Linked DNA regions of Mus musculus: all the other regions are linked to region 1. A link is a contact called in public promoter capture Hi-C data. All regions are on one chromosome and are shown on one strand. The core of a region is the stretch at or near the end of the contact, and the rest is flanking DNA. Distances in the headings are between cores, read along the strand shown. Region 1 holds the start of B4galt5 (UDP-Gal:betaGlcNAc beta 1,4-galactosyltransferase, polypeptide 5). Region 2 holds the start of Sdc4 (syndecan 4). Region 3 holds the start of Sys1 (SYS1 Golgi-localized integral membrane protein homolog (S. cerevisiae)). Region 4 holds the start of Snx21 (sorting nexin family member 21). Region 5 holds the start of Pcif1 (PDX1 C-terminal inhibiting factor 1). Region 6 holds the start of Zfp335os (zinc finger protein 335, opposite strand). Region 7 holds the start of Mmp9 (matrix metallopeptidase 9).

The links. Promoter capture Hi-C pulls out the DNA fragments that hold promoters and counts their contacts.
Region 2: a promoter capture Hi-C map of liver shows a contact between it and region 1, with 3 times the contacts expected there. The contact joins the promoter of Sdc4 here to the promoter of B4galt5 in region 1. A contact is called at or near these places in 4 of 39 promoter capture datasets (the 3T3-L1 cell line, the C10 cell line and liver).
Region 3: a contact with region 1 is called in a promoter capture Hi-C map of pre-B cells. The contact joins the promoter of Sys1 here to the promoter of B4galt5 in region 1. A contact is called at or near these places in 2 of 39 promoter capture datasets (liver and pre-B cells).
Region 4: a contact with region 1 is called in a promoter capture Hi-C map of neutrophils, with 5 times the contacts expected there. The contact joins the promoter of Snx21 here to the promoter of B4galt5 in region 1. A contact is called at or near these places in 3 of 39 promoter capture datasets (liver, neutrophils and pre-B cells).
Region 5: a promoter capture Hi-C map of liver shows a contact between it and region 1, with 2.6 times the contacts expected there. The contact joins the promoter of Pcif1 here to the promoter of B4galt5 in region 1. A contact is called at or near these places in 2 of 39 promoter capture datasets (liver and pre-B cells).
Region 6: a contact with region 1 is called in a promoter capture Hi-C map of liver, with 2.8 times the contacts expected there. The contact joins the promoter of Zfp335os here to the promoter of B4galt5 in region 1. A contact is called at or near these places in 2 of 39 promoter capture datasets (liver and pre-B cells) and 1 of 9 other capture datasets (liver).
Region 7: a contact with region 1 is called in a promoter capture Hi-C map of embryonic stem cells, with 2.7 times the contacts expected there. The contact joins the promoter of Mmp9 here to the promoter of B4galt5 in region 1. A contact is called at or near these places in 2 of 39 promoter capture datasets (cranial neural crest and embryonic stem cells).

What each region holds. Positions count from the first base shown.
Region 1 is chr2:167,347,578-167,350,557 of GRCm38.p6, reverse strand. B4galt5 (UDP-Gal:betaGlcNAc beta 1,4-galactosyltransferase, polypeptide 5) reads left to right here and starts at 1,380. Exons shown (of 9, transcript NM_019835.2): 1 at 1,380-1,640. The coding sequence starts at 1,526.
Region 2 is chr2:164,441,735-164,444,714 of GRCm38.p6, reverse strand. Sdc4 (syndecan 4) reads left to right here and starts at 1,527. Exons shown (of 5, transcript NM_011521.2): 1 at 1,527-1,625. The coding sequence starts at 1,551.
Region 3 is chr2:164,459,568-164,462,547 of GRCm38.p6, reverse strand. Sys1 (SYS1 Golgi-localized integral membrane protein homolog (S. cerevisiae)) reads right to left here and starts at 1,577. Exons shown (of 4, transcript NM_025575.3): 1 at 1,428-1,577; 2 at 1,019-1,255. The coding sequence starts at 1,180.
Region 4 is chr2:164,784,578-164,787,557 of GRCm38.p6, reverse strand. It overlaps Snx21 (sorting nexin family member 21), which reads right to left and starts at 1,537. Exons shown (of 3, transcript NM_133924.3): 1 at 1,234-1,537; 2 at 703-860. The coding sequence starts at 1,492.
Region 5 is chr2:164,877,800-164,880,779 of GRCm38.p6, reverse strand. Pcif1 (PDX1 C-terminal inhibiting factor 1) reads right to left here and starts at 1,412. Exons shown (of 17, transcript NM_146129.3): 1 at 1,291-1,412. It overlaps 4930445K14Rik (a long non-coding RNA gene), which reads left to right. Exons shown (of 2, transcript XR_003953757.1): 2 at 739-2,980.
Region 6 is chr2:164,910,023-164,913,002 of GRCm38.p6, reverse strand. Zfp335os (zinc finger protein 335, opposite strand) reads right to left here and starts at 1,570. Exons shown (of 2, transcript NR_166490.1): 1 at 1,253-1,570. It overlaps Zfp335 (zinc finger protein 335), which reads left to right and starts at 1,253. Exons shown (of 28, transcript NM_199027.2): 1 at 1,253-1,486; 2 at 2,131-2,381. The coding sequence starts at 2,181.
Region 7 is chr2:164,946,817-164,949,796 of GRCm38.p6, reverse strand. It overlaps Mmp9 (matrix metallopeptidase 9), which reads right to left and starts at 1,578. Exons shown (of 13, transcript NM_013599.4): 1 at 1,400-1,578; 2 at 733-962; 3 at 366-514; 4 at 1-88. The coding sequence starts at 1,540.

The DNA of each region.
Region 1 (2,980 bases), core at 131-2,630:
GGCTTTGGAGGTGATGGGAAAGTCGAGGCTTGGAAGTGCACATGACAGTGCAGAATGAGAAATGGGGTTAGTGGTCAAGCCCCGGTGGCAGGCCACTTTTGATTTGAGCCCTTACTTCACAACTTAGACGACTTGCTTCTCTTTCCAGAAGCTTCAGTTTTCTCATCGGTGCAATGGGGCCAAAGTGGGGGTAGGGGAGCCACGATCTCAGGACTTAGAGAGAGGCTGTTACTGGCTAAGAAGCCCTGTTTCTCGGTGTCTTAACATTGACAGTTGTCACCACTGTTCTGTCCTGTAGGATGTGACCTTGTTTGGATCTCTTCTTCTTTCCTGGGATTTTATCCTTGGATTCATTGAAGGCGGATCAAGCCCCTTCTTCCTTCCTTCCGGCTTTTGCATTTGTAGTTCCCCTTAGTGGGACCACTCTTTCTCCACCTGGCACTTTCACATTCTTTTGTGTTCATGCCACCCAGGAAGGAGAGGCTTCCCCCTCAATCTCAGACTAGAGTAGAATGCATCCGAAACATCTTCATGTCTAATTGTTTTCATATCTCTTATCATCATCATCTGTTATATTGATTTTTTTCTTATTCGCATTAATACAGGTTCCCAGAGGAATCTTTGCTCCGTGGAGCATCCCCGGCCCCAGGACCCGTAACTGCCACTTTATCATAAATGGTGTCTGGAATGAATGGATGAGTGAGGGCGAACACGAATGCCCCGGCCTCTGCATCCTTGCTCTGCTGCAGCGGCGGGCTACCTGGCTATTCACACATTGTCCACCACCCCTCGATCCCCGCGTGGGGAGCTCGCACGGGAACCAAGTCGTACTAGCGAGCCGCTTCCTGCCAGCATGGGCGGCGGCCGCTCGAGGATCTTGCGGCTAGAGTGCTCGCGCGTGAACCCCGCCCCGCCCCGCCCCGCCCCCACATCCAGGCCCCGCCCCACAGATGCGCTCCCCGGACTGTAGGCCCTGCCCATTCCCGCCCCCTTGCCTCAGGCCACGCCCTTCTCTCCTCCCCGTCAGGCCTCAGGCTCAGGCTCCCGCAAAATGCTTGTTATGCTCCCGGCCCCGCCCTTATCCCCCTCCCCATCAGACTTCAAGCCCGGTCCCCGCCGGTGTTCTCAGGCTCGCGGAGGCACCCTTAACATCAGGCCCCGCCCTCGTCCGGCCCCCAGTTTAGGCCCCGCCCTTACTCGGTCCCCATCAGGCCTGCCTCAGGTCTGGTACCTCCATCTGCTCCTCAGACTGCGGCCCTTGCCCTCGCCCCGCCCTCAGCATCAGACCCCGCCCCTCACCCCGCCCTCCTAACAGGCCCCGCCCCGCCCGCCTCGCCCCCGCCGCTGAGCTCCTCTGGTCGTCGGCCCCCTCCCGCCTCATGTGGCCCGGCCCGCGGCGGCCGGCGGCTGAAAGCGGCGAGGCGGCGGCGCGCGAAGCCCGGAAGGCGGCGGCCGAGGCCCAGGCGGCGGACCGGAGCGGCGGGAGCGGGGCCCGGGTTGGCCCTCGAGCGGCCGCCGGCTCAGCATGCGCGCCCGCCGGGGGCTGCTGCGGCTGCCGCGCCGCTCGCTGCTCGCCGCGCTCTTCTTCTTCTCGCTGTCGTCCTCGCTGCTCTACTTCGTCTATGTGGCGCCCGGCATAGGTAGGAAGGCGACCCTGCGGCCACCCCACGCCTCTTCCCGCTGCGGCCCGCGCCGCCGCCCCGGCCGACCCCGCGCTCCGTGACTCGCCGTTTCCTGCCGCGCCACCCCGCAGCCCGCCCGCACACGCGGCCTCCTCCCTGACGCAGCCGCCCGCGCCCTCCGCGGCCGCGCGTTGGCTGCCCAGACCCGGCGGGGCTGCGGGCTGCGCGCCCCTTTCCCCTCCCCCCCCTCCTCCCTGGAGCCCGCCGCTCGCCCGCCGCTCATAGCGGACCCGACCTGCTCTGGGGACCGATGGGAAGTTTGAATTGGCCATGGAGGAGGTGCTGTGACAGGGGCCTTGAAGAAGCGGTGCCAGGTGGAAGGGAGGGGGGGGTCGCCCAGAGAAGAAACGGAATGGGTAGCAGTTCTCCAAGGTCCGCCCTTTAGAGGGGGAGACCGCCTGGAGAGAAAACGAGCCCTTCCCGGAACAGACTGGACGCTGATGAGAAGGCAAAGGCAGCGAGAGGGTTAAAGGCAGAGGACACTGAGGTCAGATGTCCTGTATGACCTTGGGCCCTCAGCTTCTCTTCTCTGTAAAATGGGGACACGAATCCCAGCCTTTAAAGGACAGAGGGCCATAAATGCCCTTTAAGCTTTTCTCCCTATAGCGGACGCCCAACGTCTTCGAAATAAATACATACATAATAAATAAATATTCGCTGTTACAGGTAGTTTGGGGGACAGAAGGAAAGAGTTTTAAGGAATGCGACTTGCCTCCCTTAGTGTGGTCTTGGAGTGCTAGTGAAAACTTCAGCCCTTGGTGAAAAATGAGAAGATGCTGTTGGGGGTGGGGCCGAGGGCGAGAATTCTGGATGGTTGGGATGGGTGCCGCTTAGGGGAAGTGCCTTTGAGATCGGAGTAGTAAATGCTGGTGTTCCCTGTTGACCTGGCAACTCTGAACTGGCAGAGAAATTTCCAGAGAAAGAGGGAGAGAGGGAGAGAGTCTCTCCCCTGATTATTTTTTTTTTTAAAGCTTGTTTCACTTGATGTTTAAAGTTGGTGTTTCATGCTGTCAGCCTGACCTGGGAAGATGGAAAAGCTAACTTGAGACTGTCCTCACTGATTTGGTGAGTGGCATTCCACCAGGGATGTATAATTATTGTGGCTTGTTAGGCTTGCTAAGTAGAAGGGCAGGAATTCTGGCTGAACAAGAATAGATAACTAATTAGTGAAATTAATTGAGAAGAGAGCTCATTAGCGAATAGGATATTAGATTCTCACAAAATGAGAGTGAAGTGATAGGTTTAAACCTGCAGGCATCTTCCAGCCAGACCCTCTATTTTTCTTCCTTTTGTGAAAG
Region 2 (2,980 bases), core at 278-2,777, 2.9 Mb after region 1:
GGGTCTCTCTACATAGCCCTGACTCATTGTGTAGACCAGGCTGGTCTTGAATTCAGAAATCTACTGGCACATGTCACCACACCCGGCTTATGAGAAAGAGTTTCTTATTCTAGTTAGAGTGATTCATTTATTTTCTCAGTGCCCAACTTTTAGGGAAGTATATTCAAATAATTGAGAACAATTGCTCACCGTTAAGTCTGGGGCAAGATAAACCCACGGTCAGTATTGGAAAACTGTTTTTCTCTCAAAGCTCTCTGCCACAAGAGACTTTAATTCTCAGAAAATAATTAAGGGCTAGAATAAGGAAAGCCAAGGAATAGAACAGGACAGAGTATGCCCTGCCTGTATTCTTATGGAGGAGGTAGTGCTGAGCTGGGACATAGTGAGTTAGGGTTAGTTTAGGCAATTCAAAGAGGAACAGGGGCGAGGGGTCATATTTACCTTGGAAAGTATGTGAATTCAGAATATCCTAAGACAGGCCAAAATGCCCTAATTCCAAAACCACATTATGTATGCACAAATGTACCCTTAGAACAATGTATCGGTATGTCAAAGATCAAAAGTTTTGATTGATGGTTCTAGCATGCCCCTCCCCCTACTTTTTTAAAGACAGGGTTTCACACTGACACCAGCTGGCTCATTTTAAACTCCGACTGTCCCCTTGCCTCAGTATCTCAAATGCCAGGATGACAGCCCTTCCCTATCACGTGTGTGTGTGTGTGTGTGTCCTTCAGTTTTTCGATTATTGATTCCATCAGTATCTGTGCTGAGGGTGGGACTAAAGAATCTTACCATTACCTACTTTGTTAGGATGGTGTTAGAAGCAACATTCTTGGATCCGGTGTAGAAGCCGCCTTGAGAAATAAGAGAGTCAATTGAGAGGACAAGTCAAAAGAGTAAGACTATTTCGTGACACGTGAGTATTACACACAATTCACACTTCAGTTGATAAATCACACTGTTTAGTGCACAGGCAGGCTCGTTCCTTTGTCTTTCCAGCTGCTTCTGCGCTGGCGCCCTGGGGTTGGAATAATTTCGACAGCAGGCCTGGAAAAACTTGAACCATTTCGTCGTTGTCGGTTCAGAGTTGCTAATCAAAAACTATCCGAATTCAAGCGCCACTTGGGGAATACTCCCTGACAAAGCGGAGCGCATCCGCTTTGAAGACTGGTAAAAACAGCAGACCCCTAGTCAATCCTACCCCGTTTATGGGCCTCAGTTTCCCCAGCTATAAATTGGGGGCTAAGCAGTGATCCTCGGATTTTAGGCAGACTGCCTCGCAGTAGATCGGTTAACTATCATGGGCTGCAGCTCCTGGAGCTACAGATTGAGGTCAGTTTGGAGCCGGCAGGCACGCTGTGGGCGGGTCCCCGGGCGGGTTGGGTCCCACCCCAGTGGTTTCCAGCTTGCCCAGCGCAGCACCCCGCAGGCCTAAGCTTTCCCGGGGGAATTCCGGGCGGTGCGGGCGAGCACTGGGGGCGGGGCAGGGCTGCTGCCTATAAGAAGGGCTGCGCGCCCGCTCCGGGCCACTGGTTTGCGCTGTTGAAGCCATGGCGCCTGCCTGCCTGCTTGCGCCGCTGCTGCTGCTGCTCCTCGGAGGCTTCCCCTTGGTCCCCGGAGAGTCGGTATGTATTTGAAGGATGTCTTGGAGGGGGGAGAATTGGGGGGTGCCTTCTTTGTCCCCTCAAATCCCGGGATCCGGAGGGAGTAGGGTGCATCGCGAACTGTGCTCCCTCCCCCCAACCCCCTCTGGACGCCGAGACAGGGAAAACTTTGTGAGGAAACTTTGCTCTTGGGTCTCGAGAAGGCTGCCGGAGACTCTTCCACGCGCCGTGCACCCCTAGCCTGTTGCTCTGAGCTCTGGACTCAGCCTGGCCTCTGGGCTCCCGGGTGGGACGTGACTAAGTTGGTGTCAACTTTTCTCCTCCCACACCCTCACCCCTACTTTGTGATCCCAGTGCTGGCGCTGCGCGCGGAGTGGCCCTCTGGGTGTCCATAGCAGGAGGCTCGAATCTGAGATGGTCTGGGGACGGGGTGGGCAGCTTGTATTCGGGAGCTGGAACACTTTAGGGCTGTGCGGAGGACCCCGTTTCACAAACCCTGGGGAATGGAGAAGACTGAATCCTGGCCTTCGTTCTGGCCACAGTCTTGGTACGACTGACTTAAGGGGCAAGATCACCTCCTTCTAAGGTCACCTGACCTATCTACAGAACATATCATGAGGTGACCCTTCCTGCTTTAGGCTGTCCAAAAAGTAGGGTTCCTTATTTTTCCAGAGCGGACTTAAAGGATAACTTTCCGATCAGCTCCAGGCTAGAGATTGAGCTTCAACTGTTTTGTGGGAAGTGTTTTGGTTGAAACCGCACACGGGGAAATTGAGGCACCCACCTGAGTGCGGAGAAGGATCTAGAGGAGAAAAGATCCCAGGGAACCTAAAGAAACCTTTCCTTTTCAGGATCAGAGTCAACAAGGATCTAGGGCCGGATCAGCTCAGTCCTAGCAGGCGTTTAGGAGGCAAGGGAATTTACAGGGCATGACAGTTCCTGGGAGAGGGTGGTCTGACCCATGAGCACGGGCCATTTGTACCGTTAGTCTAAGTTTTAGGGGGAGTGAGACTCTGGAGTTTAATCATTAATGTTCTTTTGAAAGCCACCTTTTCTCTGGGCTTATTTAGGGAATAGTTGATTATGTTCAGGAGGCTCGAGATGAGAGTGTATGCACTCTCTAGCACAATTGCAGTTAGGTACGGAACCCATTGCATGCTGGTTTCTGCTCTGATGGCTTCCTGGTGGCTTTGGAATCGAGCGTGTTTAATTTCAGAAAACCTCCCTGTTTACCATTCTTAAACTAGTCCTCAGGCAGAGGTTAAGTAACCTGCTGAAGGTCACACAGCTACCAACCAGCTGAGTCAGGCAGAAGTTAAGACAGACTTGGAAATGCCTGCTTTTATCTTCTCGTCCCTGTGGCTGCTGTTAGGTCC
Region 3 (2,980 bases), core at 328-2,827, 2.9 Mb after region 1:
GTCTCTCCTCTTAGCAACCTCTTAGGCTTCCACTATACCTCACAAAGCATTTTGGTTTTTTTTTTTTTTTTTTTTTTGAGACAGGGTTTCTCTGTGTTACCCTTGCTGTCCTGGAACTCACTTTTGTATAGACAAGGCTGGCCTCAAACTCAGAAATCCACCTGCCTCTACCTCCCGAGTGCTGGGATTAAAGGCGTGTGCCACCACACCCGGCACGAAGCATTTTCTTATTCTTAAACCCCTCTGGGCCTTTTAACATTTTACTATAGGTAACATGACAGGATTATCCTGCTCACTTTGCAGAGGATAAAAGGGATTGGAAAGGCAAAACAACTCTTCAAGTTCTCTCAGCTAGATTGGACCCTAAGCACAGCAGGCTCTTTGAACAGTTCACCACCTCGTACCAACAGTGTGATATTGCAGACGGGAGAGGAAACATTTGCCCAAGTCACAGGGCAGAGAGGAATTTAAAGGGACCTATCTGACACCAAGTCTTAACAGTTTCCACTTCATCATTACGGATGCCCTTTTGTCTATCCCTCTTCTTACTGTGGCTCCTGACAAGCTCAGCTGGGAGAAAGGAAGTCATTTTTCTAGAGGGTTTCAAGAAAGAGACATCATGTTTGCCCGGGACACAAGTCTGTTGACTGTAGTATCTGCCATGTGTGTTCAACCTCTAGCCACAAGCTGCGGAGCTGGCTACGAGGCTAAGCGCATAGGCAGCCAACACAACACTGTAAGGTTCTTTAAAACCCTATGAGATTTTGCTTGTTTGTATCTCGAACGCGCAGTTCCTGAGCGTGAACTTTGTAGATCACTACTTTGCTTCCTAGACTCTATCTCCTTCCCTGTTCTCGTCGTTCCGTTTTACAGATGGGCACCGGGGTCGCGCGGGGAGCGCACACTGAAATCCCTTCTTAAAAAAAAAAAGTGTCCACAAAATGAGAACTTGGCCCAGCCGGATTTAGAGCTCGGCGGTGCCCCACCACAAAACCCCACTCCTTTCCGCTAAGCTTACCTCCGCGTCGAACATCTGGTCCAGGGACGGGCTGCTGCGCACCAGCGCGTCCACCAGCGCCAGCCACAGGCCCAGAGAGCCATAGTAGACGGTCTGCATGAGTACGATCTGCGACAGGATTAGCAACGGGTCCCACACGTAGCTGCGGAACTGGCCCGCCATGCCGGCCCGCGGGGCTCGGCAGCCGCCCGCGCCTGTCAGTGCCACCACGCCATCGTCCCGCGGCCGCCGGGATACCTGCGGGAAGACACAGGGAGCTGCAGCCGGCGGGCCGGCCGTCGCCTTGGTAACGGCGCGGGAGGGAGGGAGGAGGGCCTGGGACCCGGGAGCAAGCCCATTCCCGGGTGGGAGAGGCGGGGCGGGCGGACCCACCCGTTCCGACCGCCGGGCTCCTCCCGGGTTCACTCACCCGCGACCGGCTCGAGGGTCGAAGCGTCGGAGCGCGACCGGACCTCGGCACTGGCCTCCTGACACAGCGCTGACAGACAGGACCATGGAGCGGAGGACCCGCCGGCCTAGAGAGGCCGAATAGCTGCGGCCCACGGCTTCCTGGGAAGGGAGAGCTTCCGGGGACGGCAACCGAGGGGCATTGCGCAGACGCAGTGGATGAACCCTACACGCCATCCAAAGGGGCCCTTGCGAGCAGCCCGGAAATAAACTCTGCACATGCGTAAGATGAAGGATGAAGGCAAACGGAAATGAGGCACAAAACCGTGGGTCTTGCGCGCCCTCTAGAGGGAGATTTTTAAAATCCAGCAGGTCCATTCCTAGGAGGGAAAGGGGTGGAAGGTCTAGACTTTAAAAATAAAATAAATAAAATAAATAAAAAATAAAAAATAAAATAAAATAGCATTCACTGAGGAATGGTGAGATGGTTAGAGGGCTAGATGCTTGCTGCCAAGACTGACGACCATTTTATATCTTGAACTCACATGTTGGAAGAAAAGAACTGACTGCCTCCTGTAAGCTATCATCTGACTATCACACTCATAGAAATACAATGATAACAATATAAAAAAATTTTTTTTTGTTTTTTTTCGAGACAGGGTTTCTCTGTGTAGATCTGGCTGTCCTGGAACTCACTCTGTAGACCAGGCTGGCCTCGAACTCAGAAATCCGCCTGCCTCTGCCTCCCAAGTTCTGGGATTAAAGGCATGCGCCACCACACCCGGCAACAATTTAAATTTAACAAAAGGGAACTTTTCTTTTTTTTTTTTTTTAAAGACAGAGTCTCGTGGGACCCCGACTTAGAGCGTTTCTCCCTGGAAGGTAAAGCCCCTGGACGTTCCCCAAGCTTGTTTCCCCCGATCTCTAAAATACAGCCAGAAAGAAGCTCTTTGTTCTCTATAGCCAGCAAAAAGCCTTTTTGTTTCTATACTTTACAACCAGAGATGCCTGCCTTCCTGTGCCGAGGACATGGAGATAAAAATTCAGAAAGAACTCACTCCCCACTCCTGCCTTGTAAATTTCACCAAGGACACCCGGAAGAGAAGAACTCTCCTCCCAACTCCTCCCAATTCCCCAGCTAGCTGTTAAAAGCCCCCTACTGTCACCGCTCAGGGTCAACTCCCAGCCCCTGCACAGCAGAGGGACTTCATCCTCAGCTACCTAATAATAAAACCTCTTGCAGTTTGCATCAGGTGTGGTTTTCTCTCGGGTCACTGGGGTGCTGGCCAACTCATCCTGGGACTTGAGCAGAGGCCCAGCTTCAGGGGTCTTACAGTCTCACTATGTAGCCCTGGATGGTCTGAAACTTGCTATATTCCAGACCCACATGGAATTCCCAAGGACTCCCAAGGAAATAATACATTTTAAAAAATGACTATTTTCATTTTAGATTCTCAGTGTTTTCTTTCTTTAGTACAGAGTTTTCAGGCTCTTTTTTTTTTTTCTTTTGGCCTCTGCTCCCATTATACACATGTTTAAACTAAAGGTCAGAGAAGAGGGGCAACATACTGTCTT
Region 4 (2,980 bases), core at 288-2,787, 2.6 Mb after region 1:
CCTGTGCAATATTTTTTAAATGGGCCTACATTTTGCACACATATCAAGTGAAGTTAGGTGTGGAATTTTCCACTTGCGGCCTCACGTGGACACTCAAATGCTTCAGATTTTCAAGCATTTCAGATTGGGGAATTTGACACTATACAGCTACAGTTTTAATCTATCACAGTGCCAGACAATGCTAAGGTTTCCCTGCGCCTGGCCTCATTTACCTCCTATTATAATCCCATGTATTGCCTATTGCTCAAAAGAGGAAACTGGGGGCCACTGAGGCCACAGAACCCACCCAAGGGGAAGCCACTGGTAAACACAGGGGATGTGAATCAAGACTGGTCTGGATCCAAAGCCCATTTCCTTAATCCTGACCCATGCCACTGGGTCTCAATACTGTGTCCTGCTGCGGTTGACAGAAACCCACAGGGTACAGAAAGAAACACACATCAGTTCTCGTAACCTCAAGACTAGGACAGGAGGCAACTCCTAAGGCCACATTCTCAGTTTTAGAGAAACTAAGTCATTTGCCTGAGGACGTGTTCAGTTGACACCCATCTTCTCATCTGGTCTCAGTTCCCCCAGGTGTAAAATAAGGACATCCTTTTATAACTGCATGGCCACGACCCCCGCCCCAAAATCTGTGCTATTTCCTTTCTCTCAGCTAGACATCTAGACTCGCTGCTCAAGGGTTCCTGGAACCTCACTCACCACGTACTTGGAGGGAGGGTCTTTGACAACATTGGCGCTGGTCACCTCAAAGAGCAGCCTCTGTGGAACTAGGGTGTTCCGAGACTTTTTCCAGAAATCCTGCAGCTGGCGGGCCAGGAGTTGACTGCTCCGTTGTCCATCAGGTGGGGGACTTCGTTCTGCACAAGCACATGACCCGTCATTATGGGGGTGGCTAGCTCCAGAGTTAACGTAAACAAAATGCCATGACCTCATTCACAGAAGCGAGATGTGCTTCACCCCAGCGCCTGGCTTACAGTGGATGCTAAACCTCCACCCGAAGCAGCTAGCACACACGTTTGTTTCCCTGGTCCTGTGCATTTAATATCTACAAAAAACCCGAGATGGTGTGATTCCCATAGTGTTGTGAGTCAAGGTCACACAGCCAAACCGTGTCTGGAAGAGCTTATAGTGTCAATAGTTTCAGAGAGAAAACTCAGGATGCCCTCGGACCGCGTCCAGCGGGGAGGCCTAACCGAGCCCCGGGGTTCCTGTCTGTCCTCCCGCACTCGCCTGCGTCTTCTCCCGATGCCCCGTCTCCTGAGGGCGGCGAGTCGAGGCCCGCCTCGTCGTCCTCGTCTTCGTCGTCAGGGTCATCCTCCGCACTAGTGAAGCTGAGGGTGCCACTGAGGCGGGAGGACAGGCCCTCGGCGTCATCGTCCTCCAGCTCTGAGCTCTCAGGGAACTGCTCGGCCTCTGGGCCCGCCGCCGCCTCCCCGGGGCCATCGCTGGCCAGGGCGTGTCGCAGCCGGTGTAGGAGCCGCGAGGCCATGGCACCCAGGGGGGAGCGCGCCACGCTGGGTCCAGGGCTGAAGAGGGAGGGGACCCCCGCCCGGAGAGGGACCCGGGGGCGTGTCAGGGGCGTGGCACAAGAGGCCACGCCCACGGGCCGCGGCCGCTGGGGACGTGCGGGAGGCCGGCCTCTGCCCTGTTCCTCCCGCAGGCCGGGACGCGCCTCCACCCACCGCGTCCCAAGTGCGTTCGGGGCGGGCTCCCGGGATTTGGTGCAGCAGCCTGGCGGATTTAAGAGGCTCTCCGCCCAGGCAGCTCACGGCGCCGCCTCGCTGCTTCCTGCCGCCGCTCCGCCTCCGCCCCGCCAGCTCCCTCTCCCGGAGCTGTTAGAATCCCAAGCCGCTGCCTGCGGGAGGGACGCGGAGGGCAGCCGGGCGGGCCAAGGCTTCCCCCGAAACCCAGCCGGATCGTGGTGGCCGCGCCCCCTCTTGGACTCGCCCACCCCTCCTGGTCTCCTGAGGCCGCCCCAAGCTTTACCCCTAATCTCCATACAGTGCCATGTAACTTTACAGTGTAATTTCGCGGCATTTGGGAGCTCGGCTCTCCCTTGAGTGAAGCTTGAAATCCGGTTTCGTCCAGCCTAGGTTTTCTCATATGAAACAAGAATACTAATACTCATACTAAATTTTCACTCATACTAAATTTTCAGCTCTTGTAAAAACCCCAGTCCGGTGCCTGTGTGAGAAACCTAGCCCTTCCCAGTTTCGTTTGAACTTAACCTGGGGGAAGTAGTCAAAGAGGAAAACATCCAGAGAGGCTGTTACTTGTTCAAGGTTGCCCAGTTTGTCAGAGATCTCTAGCGTGGGAGCTCTTGAACTGATTTATTTTCCCACGCGTGCGGGGTTGCTTGGGTAATCTCTATAACTCTCTTGGAGAACTGCAGTTTATCTTTTACTGCAGGGTAGCAGTAGTCAGGAAAATGATTGCTGATCCCTGTCCCAAGGCTTACATGTCAGACCTAGCAGGCAGATTTGGCTAGTTAGACAATAAAACAAGTTATCTCAAAGGCCAGGTGTGGTGCTCCTGTGGCTCATGCCATTAATCCTAGCCCTGGCTCTCGGGAGGCAAAGGTAGGAGGATCATTGTGAGTTCAAGAACAGCCTGGTTTACTGTTGAGGTCCAGAACTAAATAGAGACCCTGCCTCAAAATTATCTCAGACAGTATCAAAATTAAGTATCTCCTATCCCCTTTTAGGGCGTGGGAGAGGGATGGAGGATATGAACGGAAAGACCTTCCTGGCCTTTACTGAACAGAAGGGTCTCAGATTTTAGCACTCATGGCGTCTTGTAAGTATTTCATACACTGTCACATGTCAGTCTCAGAGGATGAAGTTACAGTAATGATTATTTTTCTAAACGATTTATTTATTTCATATATGTGGTTATACTGTCGCTGTCTTCAGACACAGCAGAAAATGGCATTGGATGACCATTACAGATGGTTGCTGGGAATTGAACTTAGGACCTA
Region 5 (2,980 bases), core at 163-2,662, 2.5 Mb after region 1:
CTGAAACTGGCGTAAAACTCCTAATGATCCTGCCGGAATCGGAGTGTTAAAGATTATCGCCCTTAGTCATCCTATCCTGCCTTGGTCATCCATCCATCTCTTAAGTGCTAGAATTTCAGATCTGTGCCTTCACCCTCGACAAGATTTTATTTTTAAACGCACCCCAGATGGGACTGGGAGACAAGATGACACACTTTTGCACTTTACACAGCTTGAAAATGTTAACTTGGAACTTGTTAAGTGCTGGTAATAAAGCTACTTAGTACACTGACTGCCCGGCATATGTGAAACCTAGGGTTATATCCCCAGTACCACATACACACACATTAGAGCCAGGTGTAGTGACAGACGACTTTAATCCCAGCACTAAAGACACAGGGTTTCTGTGAATTCGAGGGCAGCCTGTTCCACATAGTGAGTTACAGGATAGCCAGGGCTACACAGAGACCCTGTCTTTTAAAAATAAGATAAACTCGCGTAGATAGGTGCAGCAGGTCTCTGGCCAAAACGCCAGCTCTGAAGTTGGCCAGACCCAAGTTCAAGGCCGTGCTGCCGTCCTGACACCTACGTCAGAACCATCTGACCCCTGCACCGTAGTCTAGCGTTCTGTGGACTCTCGCTGCTGCTCCCATTAAGTGACTGTTTTCACTTAGCCTGTGCCTTCCGGACCCCCACGCATACCAAAGTCGGAGAAGCGCAGCGTAGTCTAGAGACAAACAACTGTATCTGCGCAAGCAGCGGAACTCGGACTAGAAAATGCATCCGATTCCGGGATTGGAGGAACATGGGCGGGATCACATACCAGAGTACCAATCATAACGCCCCGGCTCTGGTGGGCGGAGCCACGCAGGCGCACAGACGGGAACCCTCCCCCACCCCGCTCCCAGCGCGCTCCCGCCTGCCCCTCCCGCAAGCCCAGCGGGGGCGGGAAGTCTGGCGCGCGCGCGCCGGCCCTTCGCCCGGGCTCCGCCCCCCGCCCTGCCGCGCGCTCCCGCCCCCGGGCTGAGGCGACTCTGAGTCGGAGCCCGACACAAAGGCGGTGGCGACGGCGGCAGCGGCAGCAGCGAAGGGACCCTAGAGGCCGCTCCGCCCGGGCTCTCCGGGCCCACTGCACTCACCCCAGCCGGCAGTCCTGCTGCCCACCCGCGGCTCTAAGATGGCGGCGACGAAAGAGACCGGGCGAGCGGCAGCCCCGAGCGGGAAGCGCCGGAGGGGCCTCCGCCGTCCTGCTTCGGACTCCCGGACCCAGGCGCGGCACGCAGCGGGACCGTGGCTTCCTGGGGCTCTTACCTGCCCGAAGCGGACTCGAGGGGATGCGGCCACACGTTCTGCTCGACCGCCCGTTTTGCCGCCTCCGCCTCGCCCTCCCCAGCGCCGCTGCCGCCATCTTGTGTCCCGGGCCGGGACTCCGCGCTGCGCATGCGTCGGTACCGCCTCTGAAGGACCTCGCCACGGCCGCGCCGCCATCTTGAGTGTGGCAACGTTGACTGGCTCCCCAGACCTTGATGGCTTTCGCCCCCACCCCCCGCCCCCAACTCCCCATTTTCCGGTTGATCTGGGTGGTCCCTTGTGGTCCTGAGGATGGGGAAAAACAGCGTTGCTATTCTTGAAACGTAGGTGGGAAGGAAGGAATCTATCGCACACCCCTGCCTCAGTTTCCCTGCCGAACGCATTCGCAGGGGCTGAAGATCTAGGACACTTTAGGGGGCACGAAGCTGGTCTAGAGTCTTCTGGGGGCTCTGGCTCAGTTGCCGACATAGGCGGAGCGGTGACGTAGGCCCTGCACGTTGGGTCCTGGCCTGCACAGTGCTCTGCCGCTTCCAGCTGGTGTCCTCTCGGGGCCTCTGCCCTCTAAGGGTCCTGGAATGTTAACTCTCTCTGCCTAGAGGCCAGGTGACGAAGACGTGCAAATCGAACCTTTGCGCGTTAGCAACCTGCTCACAAATTGCTCTTGAATAGTCGTAGCTTTTGGAGGAGTGCAAATAGGGTAGATGTGGCTTTGGGCAGTTGTAAAGTTGTGAAGGCTGCACACAGCTTAGTGGGAGACGCTTCTGCAAGGGGCCATCGTCGGGCTCCCTTCCGGAATTAGGCTCCTAGCTCCACCCACTTGTGGCCTCCTAAGGAAGCTGTTGCCCAGTTAAGGTAACTTGAAAGGAGGACAAGTTTGCCACCTGCTGCTGGACTAGCGTAGCAGATGGCCCAGCTGGTCAGCCTCTCAGGTCTATGACGCTGTCGGCGCTGGCTGCCCAGTAACTTGGAGCTGGAATGTTGGGAGGTCAGGAAAAATGGTCAACAATATAAACTAGTAAGAGTTGGAGGAGGATCTTGTCTAGTCTGCCCACAGACACCTGACCATCGACCCCAGGTGTGTCCATCTTAGGGATTTTTTTGTTCTTTTGGTTTTTTGATAGTTCTGCTATATAACCCTGGCAGACCAGGAACTCAGCAGTCTGTCTGCCTGCTGGGTGCTGAAATTAAAAGCATACACCATCATGCATCTCGAATCTTGGGAGACTGATAAAGGGTCACTAGTTTGAGAGGTCAGCAGGGCTACAAGATACTTGCTTTAAAAAGGAAAGTTTAACTTGGGAGGCAGAGGCAGGCAGATTTCTGAGTTCGAGGCCAGCCTGGACTACAGAGTGAGTTCCAGGACAGCCAGGGCTACACAGAGAAACCCTGTCTCGGGAAGAAAAAAAAAAAAAAAAAAAAAAAGGAAAGTTTAAAAGGGGAGTTGGTTAGGGGTGTAACTCAGTGTTTCCCTAACCTCTGACCCTGTTCCAGTTCTGGTTTTTGGTTTGGTTTTTTTTTTTTTTTTTTTTTTAAAGATTTATTTATTATATGTAAGTACACTGAAGCTGTCTTCAGACACTCCAGAAGAGGGCGCCAGATCTCGTTACGGATGGTTGTGAGCCACCATGTGGTTGCTGGGATCTGAACTCCTGACCTTCGGAAGAGCAGTCGGGTGCTCTTACCCACTGAG
Region 6 (2,980 bases), core at 321-2,820, 2.4 Mb after region 1:
CCAAGTGCTGGGATTAAAGGAGTGTGCCATCACCGCCCCGCTTTTTTTTTTTTTTTTTTTTTTTTTAGTACACGGTTTTTGTGTCCTGAAACTAACTCTGTAGACCAGGCTGGCTTTGAACTCACAGAGATCCACCCGTTTCTGCCTTTCCATTTCTGGGTTTAAAGGTGTGTGCCACCACTCCCTGGCTCTTTCCATTTCCTTTTCTTTCTCTCTTTTTTTTTTCTTTTCTTCTTCTCTTCTCTTTTCTGTTTTGAGATATGGTCTCGCTATGTAGACCTGGCTGTTCCGGAACTATGTAGAGCAGACTGGCCTCAAACTCACAGAAATCCGCCTGCCTCTGCCTCCCAAGTGTTAGGACTCAAAGGCGTGCAGCACCAGGGCCCGGCTTTAAGCATGTATTTATTGTTATGTCTGTAAGTGCACACATGACACTAAGAGCGCGTGGAGGTGGGTGGACAGCCTGGAAGAGACGGTTCTCTCCTTTTACCATGTGGTTTCTGGGAAAAACTTACTACATAGCTCCAGCTGGTCTATGTAAGTCAAGTGAGGTTAGCCTGCCTCTCCGGAGTGCTAGATTAAAAGCATGAGCCACCACCACACTGGGCCCAAGGACTGTAGACTTCTAAAAATACCTAACACTGCCTGCGTGCGTGCATGCGCGTCTATGAGCGCGTGTGTATGCTAGGAATAGGACGCAGGGCCTCGTGTTTGCCACTGAGCTAATTCCCCAACTTCTAAACACACCTACACTGATCAGAGGACAGCTGGGTGTCTGGCCCTCCAGTCCTAGTAAGAAATACAGCTGCGAAGTGCACCGTGGCCTAAGCATTAACTCTTCTTCAAACATCCCTGACCTCTGCCATTACCCGATCCCCCAAGTCGCCTTAGTTGTGATTCCTGACCAGCCTTTCCTGTCCTCAAACCTCGGTTTTGCCATCTGTACTACGGCACAGCAAGCCCAACCCGGGAGAACCCGATCTGGCTCGAGTGGAGCTTTAAGCTACAGGTGAAAAACCAGGAAAATGACTGACGTTCCCTCCCCTCTGGACACCTCTAAACCATCCCAGGTCGCGACGGTTCTCTAAGCGACCCCTGGAGGTGTGGCTAGACGCTGGGGGCCACACCCACGAGAGCCGGGCGCCTCCGCCGCGCCTTGTCCGGCGAGTCCGGGCTGGGACCTGCGTGACGTCATGCCACTTCCCGTGTAGCCCTCCGCCACACGAAAAAGTAGTCCCCGTACCCAGCTGACCTCAGCCCTAACACCGGGCAGCATGTGACTTCTAGAGTCCTCCTGGACCCGACGACGGCTCTGAGTCCTCCGAGAGGCCTTCTGAAACCCCGCAGATCTCTCTCTCCCGGGGGGACGGCGGCGGAAGTAGTTCCGGTTCGAGGGCGGCCGATGGGTTCCTCCGCGACGGGGGTGAGAGGATGGCGACCTCGTCGATGCCGGAGTCGGAGAGCGACACAGCAGCCAGAGGCTCAGGTTAGCGGCAGCCGGAGGCGGGCTGCCCCTCCGCACACTGCCGTGCACCGGGGCCCTGCCGCGAGGCTGCCGGGTGGCGGACTCCCGGGCCGGCGGGGCTGTCCGAACAGGGCCCCGGGGTCCCAGGCCCTTTAGCCGCTCTCGCATTTGCCTGAGCGGAAACCCAGCGCCGCCACAAGATGGCGCCGGGCCTGGAGCTCAGGCAGCGCCGGGGACAGCCCCGAGACACCAGGCCCCGCGACCGTCGCTGTCAGCCCCCTCCGCAGGGGAGTCCGGGGAGGGGGAGTGAACCACTGACCCCGGGGGCCTGCGGGCTGTACCACCGGCTCCTCATCCGAGGGGACACGGGGGCCGGAGCGCCGGGCCGCTGTGTCCGCCCAGGGTCGATTCATGCCTCTGGGAGGAGCAAGGAGCCGTGATCACCCACCGGGACCACCCTTCTTCCCAAAGGGTCCTAGCCTGAGAGGCCAGGCGTCCCTATTCTTTTCTGGAAGGTTCCCTTTCCAGGAAACCCCGTCCCATCTAGTCCGATGCTCAGTCTTTGCATCTGCAGAATGGGCACACCGGTGCATCTGGGTGGGTTCTGCTTGGCCGGGCCCGAAAGGTGGACCACTTGTTGCAACCATGGTCGTATCGCCCAGCAGAGTGAAAGCCTCAAACCCCGCGCTTCGCTGTCAGTCGGTCCCCAGAACCAATGGAGGAGAACGAGGTGGAGAGCAGTAGCGACGCGGCCCCTCGGCCCGGCCAGCCTGAGGAGCCTTCTGAGAGCGGCCTGGGTGTGTGCACCTCGGAAGCTGTGTCCGCGGACAGCAGCGACGCTGCGACCGTCCCAGGATTAACGGAGGCTGACGACTCTGGCGTCGGGCAGAGCTCGGACGGTGGCAACCACTCTGTGGTATGGATCAGTGTGGATGGTGTGGGCAGGGGGACCGTCAGCAAAGCCTACTTGTAGAAAATAACTGTTTTTGAGGCAGACGCCAAGCCATGCCATGCCAAACTGCTGTGGTCGGTTTTGACAAGTCCCATGGCTAAGAGACATACTTAAACCACTTGTTTCCAGAATCTTCAGAAAGGGAAACTGAGGCAGAGCGTGCTTGCTATCGACAGAGCCAGAATTATCCATGGTCTTACCCAGAGCCCTCAGGCTCCATGAGCCCGGTTCAAATGTTGATCCATCTCAGTTATCTTAGTCTTCCCATCTGTCAAATGGAACGGGAGGGCCGGGTTCTATGGGTGCTAGGCTGTAAGGGGAAACTGAGCCATGTTTTCCTGACCCATTACTTTGTGATTTGAGCAGGTTACCCAGGTTCTAGCCCTCATCTTCTCTGTTAAGTGAAAATTAGAAACATAGTCATCTCTGGTAGCTTCATAAGTAATTTTGCGAGATGGGGATTGTATCTGGACTCCACTTGATGGAGATATGAAGTAGTGGCCCTGGGTGTGCAGTTTAGGGTTTCATTATGTCAGCAGAAGTGGGCCTACCCTGGGGGTCTA
Region 7 (2,980 bases), core at 329-2,828, 2.4 Mb after region 1:
TGGGCATCTCCCTGAACGCCGGCGCCAGGGGGAAAGGCGTGTGCCAGAAGGCCGTCCTTGCCGTCGAAGGGATACCCGTCTCCGTGCTCTGCAAGAGGCCATCGGAGAGGAAGGGACTCAATCAGCAACACTTTGCTCTCTTTAAGGGCAAGAGACTGAAAGCGACTGTGTCTCCCGCTGAGCAGCGCACCAGACTTTGAGAAGAGGTGACTGCGACTCCAAAGCCGCTGGGGGTTGGGGGAGGTCATTTGTGGAAGCAGCGACTAGGGATTGTGGGGCAGGCATAAGAGCGGACAGATCTGCTGTCCCTTCTACTCTGTCCGTGGTCGTCCCTCCCATAGCCTGCCCAGCCCGGGAATTCTCACCCGCGACACCAAACTGGATGACAATGTCCGCTTCGGGTCCGTACACGCGGGTGAAGGTGAGGGGTGCCACCTCGCCCCACACCGCGAAGGCGCGCGCGAAGGCGTCATCGATCATGTCTCGCGGCAAGTCTTCAGAGTAGTTTTGGATCCTGGAGGTGAAAAGCCAGCGTCGATGGGGGATCGGGCATGCACGGATTACAAATGGGGGTGGGCGGGGCAGCAGCTACACCACGATCGCTTCAAAACACACAGGGCTGCAGCCTCTCTCGGAACTTGTATTGCTAAGGATCCCTTGTGTTCAGCTAACCGGAGGTGCAAACTGGCCTCCAGTCCCACCCAGGCACCTGCTTCTAGCCCGACATCTCACCAGTATGTGATGTTATGATGGTCCCACTTGAGGCCTTTGAAGGTTTGGAATCGACCCACGTCTGGGACACCACAGCGTGGTGTTCGAATGGCCTTTAGTGTCTGGCTGTCCAGCTCACCAGTCTGGGGCAGGGAGAGCTGCTTCTGAAGCATCAGCAAAGCCGGCCGTAGAGACTGCTTCTCTCCCATCATCTGGGCGGCCCGGGTGTAACCATAGCGGTACAAGTATGCCTGTGGATGGAGGAAGGGGCAGAGACATCACAGAGTTCTGGCACCTTGGCTCTGGACCTCTGGGCCACATGCTTAGGGACTCTACGGCCAGGACACCAGTTCTTCCTACACAGCTAGAATTCCCCTATCCTGAGGACAGCATCACACCTCGACCTCAGATGATATAAACCATGCCTACCCCTCAGCCCCACTAGAGTTTAACTGTTCACTGCCAACCTGCGCCATGTCACAACCCTTCGAAGCCGAACCCAATCTGTCCCTCCAACAGACCCGAATCTGCCCAGAGCCTCCAGACCACCTACCCCCTACTGCCTAACCCTGGCAGACATGCCCATCACCCCCAAATCCAGAAAGCATATCTGAGGCCCCATTCCTTGGGAGAGGGGGACATCTTCCTGACCAGCCCTTCTCAGCTATCCACCGAGCCATCTGTCTACCTCTGCCAGCTGGGTGTCCGTGAGGTTGGAGGTTTTCAGGTCTTTGGGGAAGACCACAAAAGTCGGCTGGCGCTGGTAAGGGGCAGCAGAGCTGCAGCCGAAAGCCAGGAGAGCCAGGAGCAGGGGCTGCCAGGGACTCATGGTGAGGACCGCAGCTTCTGGCTAACGCTGCCTTTGCAGAGATTTTAAAGAGGCAGTAAAACGGAATCAGTGACCCCGCCCCTCCCCTCCAGGCTTATGCTGACTCAGCGTGTGTGTGTGTGTGTGTGTGTGTGTGTGTGTGTGTGTGTGTGTGTGTGTGTTTACACTACCCCCTCCCTTATGCCCTGCCCACAGTCCCCCATTGCCAAGTCAGGCAGGACCCCCAGACCCACAGGAAACCACAGAACTCAGGGTTTAGTTTCTGCAAACTGCAGACTTTGTGGGAAAGGGAAGGAGGGTGTGCAGGATGGGGCATTCACCTAGCCCTAGGTCTGACGGCCCTGACTGATCAGCCCAGTAAAAGACTGGGAGACCTGAGGCCCGAGACCCCTCTTCCTTGGGCTTCTGAGACACCCCCTCCCTGGCCAGAGTGCAGCCTGGAGCCCATCCCCACACTGTAGGTTCTATCCTCTCATCCCCGCCCCCTGATAGAGTCTTTGACTCAGCTTCCTCTCCTGGCCTCTGGGAGCAGGCTCTTTGAGGCAGGATTTGGGGAATTCCATGGGGCAAACCCCTAGCTCCAGCAGGCTGACTCCTTGGGGAAGGAAAGATGAGCCTGGGGGGCGGGGGGACACACACATGTGGGAGCAAGCAGAAGCTTCATCCTTCTCAGGCTAGCACTATCCTTCCTCTTCTGTTTAAAGAACAAAAACAGACCCTTTGTCGCTCAAGCCTTTGTCCCTATATTGATCTGAGGATAAAATGAGACTCTCGAAACACAGAAAAACCACTTTCAGCAGTGTTCACGAGACCTCAGTTGATGGTGTCAGGTTTGTGATTGGAAATTAGGAGACTGGGGTCTTGGCTCTAAGCCTTGGGGTGACCTGGATGGGGCAAACACCTTCCTCTCCCGAGCTGTGAGATCGTCATGGACCCTTCCCCTCCTCCAGCCCTGCCCTGCTCCACTCAGGAAAGCTTTGGCACAGTCTTGCCAACAGCCGGCAGCCCCCGGCCTTCCATCCTCCTCGCCTGCCACCATGGTGGAGCAGGGCCTTGATCTGTCTTCAGCAAGCTGTTCTGACTAAGCCTCCTGTGTGCCCAGACCTTCATGTGCTTCCCAACGAACAGACCTGTGAGCCGGAGAGAGAGAGCTGGGTGTTCTCCCAAGCTTCTCTTAGATGCTTCTCACTGGTGAGCTCCAGCACTGAATTGCAGTTCTGGGTCTACCATTTCCCAACCTCGTCATTTCCCAACCACCTTGGGCAAGGCATTTCACCTCCAGGCCGCAGTGATCATTCACTTTTTTGATTTATTGTGTTGGACGTTGTGATACGCTCTCTACAAAACTCTCCTATATATTGCTATCCCATATGTGTGAGACTGTGTGTGTGTCCATATGTGAGTCTGTGTCTGTGTATGAGTGTGTGTGTGTGTGTATGC